Linked DNA regions of Danio rerio: region 1 is linked to region 2. A link is a contact called in public Micro-C data. All regions are on one chromosome and are shown on one strand. Each heading gives the region's core, a stretch centred on a gene start, on an enhancer-like site or on the middle of the called end of the contact. The rest is flanking DNA. Distances are from core to core; before and after follow the strand shown.

The links. A called contact is a pair of places that touch in the nucleus more often than the background predicts.
Region 1: a contact with region 2 is called in a Micro-C map of caudal fin, with 7 times the contacts expected there. The contact joins the promoter of irak4 here to the enhancer-like site in region 2. A contact is called at or near these places in 2 of 18 Hi-C or Micro-C datasets (caudal fin and an unstated tissue).

What each region holds. Positions count from the first base shown.
Region 1 is chr25:720,873-723,572 of GRCz12tu, reverse strand. irak4 (interleukin-1 receptor-associated kinase 4) reads right to left here and starts at 1,395. Exons shown (of 10, transcript NM_200163.1): 1 at 1,117-1,395; 2 at 13-185. The coding sequence starts at 1,274. LOC141380852 (a long non-coding RNA gene) reads left to right here and starts at 2,049. Exons shown (of 5, transcript XR_012400150.1): 1 at 2,049-2,113.
Region 2 is chr25:619,517-622,216 of GRCz12tu, reverse strand. All of the region lies in intron 11 of LOC101886654 (A disintegrin and metalloproteinase with thrombospondin motifs 20), which reads left to right. Among named protein-coding and RNA genes, the nearest start is that of irak4, 100 kb to the left of the region's middle. Within about 2 kb of position 1,321, at least 23 of the 62 cell types and tissues checked have an H3K27ac peak or open chromatin away from gene starts, as enhancers often do.

The DNA.
Region 1 (2,700 bases), core at 146-2,645, 100 kb before region 2:
TATACCTGTTACCTGTGTGAGTGTGGCAGACGCTGTGATCGGGCAGCAGGACTGTGACGGCGGCGAACAGCTGATGGCGGATCAGGATCTCCACCAGATCTCCAACAGTGCAGTCTGAGGTTCCCCAGTCGAACAGCAGCTCCATGGTGGGACTCTTTCCCTGCAGGACGCATGCTTCAAACCGCCTGCAAACACACACACATGGAACTGTAAACTCACACACACACACACACACACACACACACACACACACACACACACACACACACACGCACAGGAGGACTGCAAACAGAGCAGCCGTACAAAACCGCAATTGTAAACAGCAAAAATAAATCTGGAAAAAGTGAGCGAGTGTTATGTGTGTGTGTATCTTGTGTCTATTTTGTGTCTGAGTGTGTGTGTGTGTGTGTGTTGTCTGTGAGTGAGTGTTGTGCGTGTGTATGCAAGTTGTCTGTGAGTGAAGGTTGGTTTTGATGTCTGTGTGTCTCTCTTTCATGTTGAGTGTGTGTGCGTGTGATGTTGTATGTGTGTGTGTGTGTGTGTATGTGTGGATGTTAAACTGTGCGTGTGGATATCAGTCTATGTGTGTGTGTGGATGTCAGTCTGTCTGCTGATGTGAGTCTGTGTGTGATTGTGGATGTCAGTCTGTGTGTTGACATCTGTGCATATATGTGTGTGTGTGTGTGTGTGGTTGTCAGTCTGTTTGTCTGCTGATGTCGGTCTGTGTGTGTGTGTGTGTGTGATGAATATCTGTCTGTGTGTTGTCAGTCTCTGTGTCTGTCAGTCTGTGTTTTGAAGTCTGTGTGTGTGTGTGTGTGTGTGTGTGTGTATGTCTGTCTGTGTCTGCTGATGTCGGTCTGTGTGTTGATGTGTGTGTGTGTGTGTGTGTGTGTGTGTGTGTGTGGATGAATATCTGTCTGTGTGTTGTCAGTCTCTGTGTCTGTCAGTCTGCTGATGTGTATGTGTGTGTGTTGATGTCCGTCTGTCTCTATGTGTGTGTGATGATGTTTGTCTGTCTGCCTGCGTGTAAGAGAAGAGTGTATGTGTGTTTCTGTATACTATTGATGTCTGTCAGTCTGTCTCTTGTTTATGAGGTTGTTTGGTGTGTGTTTGTACCTCATGTGCATCTGTGTGTATCTGGGTTCCCCGCAGGGTCTGCTGATGTCCGCCATGATGCTCCTCCAGGTGTCCTGCGGGTCCAGCAGGTCTGCTAAAGCTCTTAGCGCGGAGTACCGGAGCTTTCGAACCGGTGTGTTCGGCGTGACGTCACTCATGCCAGCCCGTTACCGCTGACTGTCCGTCATAAAAACCCTCAGAGCTCCAGAAGACTCGTGTTTTCCGAGATTGAGAAACTTCCTTCGTCTGTTGTCATTTCCCCCTCTCACAACATCCGCCTCAGACTGAAACTACACGGTGGTGTGACGTCATAAAAAGTGTAAACAGATATGTCCACACGTCATCGCTCACAAAACGCAAGTTTTATGCAGAAAATGTGATTTATTTATATTAAAAATTATGAGGCGAAGCAGCTATTTCTGAAGAGGACGCTGACAGTTTGGCTGAAACTCGACCGTGATTGGTTCAAAGTAACACGTCACGTGATAGTTATTTCTTAATCCAAAAAATAATAGAAATGTACATATTTATTAATATTTGCTTCTCTTTCTTCTCAATATATATATTACTTTGTGTCTTTTATTATTATTATTATTATTATTATTATTATTATTATTATTATTATTAATATCAATATTATTATAAAAAATGTTTCACAGTACAGATTGACAAGCAGCGTGACCAATCACAGCTCGCTATTTCTGTGTGTTTAAAGAAGGCGGGAAAATGAAATCAATCAAACATAACAATCGTTTAAACTCGTTTAAAAGTTAGAAATATGTGGAAATATGCGAAGATTCTGCATTCAGATTTAATAAAATTTAAAAATGTAGTGCGTGTGGATTATTTAAACCGTATAACTCTTCAAATGATGAATCTGACGTTAAATGATTTGCTGGTGTGTGTGCGTGTGTGTGCGTGCGTGCGTGCGTGTGTGTGTGTGTGTGGCGTTCACTCGTCGTCGTCGATCAAAATGTGGATATAATTCATCTAACTGGTAAGATTCATGTTTGGCCGCCGTGCCCAAATTATATTCACTTTTAAAATGTAATTTATTTTCTTAATTTAGCATTAACAGTCCTGTATTATAAACAAAATCGATTAACATTCATCAATCGGACATGTTGTGTATAGTCTCTATAGAGAACATGGCCCTGACACAGCAGAGGTGGGATCGTAATGTTATGTACAAATATATAATAATACTAAATGTTTTCTTGTGATTTGTTTTGACATCATGTGTGCAAAATATTTATACTGAGGCTGTTTATAATGTAACGTTTATATGTGGCCGCTGGGCGTCAATAGAGATCAAGAATAGAATTGAGTCTTTCAGCAAAACTGCTGTTCAGAAATGTGCAATCAGTGCAGTTTGACGGACTAAAACAGATCATTTTCTTTCCTTTGCCCTGTTATTTGATTTAGGAAAAGGTTTTAATCCTAGTTTTCTTTTGAAATCTTGTAAAAATCCACAGCAAGATCAAGATTAATGTGCAGTTTCTTTCTTTCTTTCTTTCTTTCTTTCTTTCTTTCTTTCTTTCTTTCTTTCTTTCTTTCTCTCTTTCTTTCTAATTATTTATTTTT
Region 2 (2,700 bases), core at 72-2,571:
CAAGCGCACTGGAGCAGGTGACGGAGCCGGATATTGAGTCACAGCGCTAGCAAAACTGGAAACATCAAGATAGTTACCTGAACTGTGGTTTTATTTTCTCGAAGCAAAGAGTTCCTGACCCAGCCACAGTGCATTATCCATTCTGAAAACGTAGTCCCGGGGACGTTTCTGGAGACAGCAAATTATGTAGCCAGAAGTTTGTGTGGCTGCATTTCACTTTTGTAAGCGAACGATACGAGCCGGTGTGACTCTGTTCCCTTTCGCGCTTGCCGGCTGACCGCTTACCTCAGTGTGAAGGGCTTTCCCACCGCAACCAGTTTGTCCGGTTAGCTCGTCGCGTACGTCGGCCGACTTGAAACGCAGAGGGGAGCTGATCACGACCGGGTTCGAGTCCGGGAAGAGCGGTTTCAGAAATCAGATAAGAAAAAAACAGTATTAAAAAAAAAAGTGAACAAGTGAATAACAGGCTGAGAATGTGGTCAAATCCGAAAACAGGGTAAAAAATCAGACGAGGGCTTTTCTTTTTCTGGACGGCTTTTTGGCAAATTGTTGGTTGGGTTTAGGGAAGTGAGCGGGGGGGTGGGTCAATCAGTAAAACTGCTTGAGTTTAGGGGAGGAGGGGGAGGGTGGGTCGGCTGATTGGCTGGTTGCCCAGTCAATCATTCAGCCAGTCGGACGAACAGCGGCGTTCGCGAGAGACGTTCGAGATATGAAAAAGCCTCTCGCGGATTCACATAAACAAAAACTGCACAAATGCATACCTCCCGAGACGTATTTCGCTGTCTCCAGAAACGTACATGGTACTATGTTTTCATAATGAGCGAAAGTTCATACTAACGAACGCATGAGAGCGTCCAAATTAATAAGACATTTGCTGACGAGTCATCCTCAATACCGCAAGATGTACCTAATACAAATGGCCACTGATGTTTTGCTTGTAGATTTTACATTAAGCTAATATTTGTGCATTAACATATCTAGATATAGTGACAAACAAACCGTCTTTTTTTTAAATACTTACTAGCGAAAATATCATTAAATTTGAAGGGGCCTTACAATATTTTCAGGGAAAAAGATGGTCTCAGGCTAAAAAGGTTGGGAACCACTGTCTTACACAACCGCTCGTGGCCTTAACAACAATAACAACATCATAATACCAACAATAAGAATCTAAATCTGGAGGAAGAGAAGAGCGACGTGATGGTCTCAGCGTGAGGATCATAATTGCTTTGATTCTTTGTAGTCCCCTAACGTTCCCCCCTCGTCCCCTAGGCCTCTTTCTCTCTCTGTCCTGAATTCTCCGCTGCTTCCCTCGCAGGGTTCTGGACTGAGTAATGTGGTCACATGACCCCGCGGCCGGTCTGTCATCCGGATCACTGAGCCCTACGCTAACAAGGGCGTCCCATCACTTGCCGTCTATAAATACCAACACCTCCCTCCCTCCCTTGCTAGTGAGCGAGCACAGGCAGTCAATCCGGCTCCTGTCATCTCCAGGGTGAGCCGGTCCGCCATCCGCACTCCTTTGAAGAGCCATGAATACGTGCTCGTGGGAGGGTCTCAATAGCATGAGAACTGGGGGCGCTTTTCAAGAACACTATTGAGAAGACCACCAGCATGCACTTGTTTTAGATCCTGGCATCCCACTCAGGCTTTTAAACTTGAAGTTGGTCATTTATTTTAATTGTGCAAGCTGTTCTTTTCAGCTTGGGGACTGTAGGGAACGTTAGCAGCGGTCTGGGGTAAAGCTTCACCCTATACACTACCTGACAAAAGTCTTGTCGCCTATCCAAGTTTTAGGAACAGCAAATAACAGTTTGTCTTCTAGTTGATGATTTGGTATCAGAAGTGTCTCTATGAAAGGTGAAGGCCTCTAGATTTTGCTGATTTGAGCTCAATAAATCTGATCATGTCTTGATGTTGACTGATTTGATTAGGACAGTGCGGTCTGACTCTGCTCAGACTAAAGTCTCATCACTGAACAGAAATAATGTCCAGTATAGAATATAAAGTCCTGCTGCAGTGGAGACAGAATGAAGATTGTGTCTGACTCCATCATGAGCTTGGAGGACTGCATCCATACATCTCTGACATGACTCACATCACTGATTAATAAAGTCATCTGGAATGAAGAAGAAAGCTTCAGCAGGATCCCAGAGTTCATCAAGAGTCTTTGTGTTCATCTTCAACACCTCCTCCTTCATCAGCTCAATAATGTTCATGTCTGGTGACTTGGCTGGCCAATCCTGGAGCACTCTCTGCTTTCAGGAGCTTTGATGTGGAGGCTGAAGTATGAGCAGGAGTGCTATCCTGCTGGAGAATTGTCCCTCTCCTGTGGTTTGTAATGTAATGGGCAGCACAGATGTCTTGATACCTCAGGCTGTTGATGTTGTAGATCTCTCGCACGCCCCCATACTAAATAAACCCCAAACCATGACTTCTCCTTCACCAAACTTGACTGATTTCTGTGAGAGTCTTGGTGCATGCTGGTTCCAGTAGGTCTTCTGCAGTATTGGTGATGATTGATGCAGATCAGCAGATGATCCATGGAGAAATCCACCTTCTGACACTTTCACACATCATCAACTAGAAGTTATTATCTGCTGCTCTGACAACTGGGGTCCACCACAAGACTACTTCTCAACAATAGGGTGTATGGCTTAATGTTCACTTTTGTTTGTTTACGGTACTATGAGGTACATA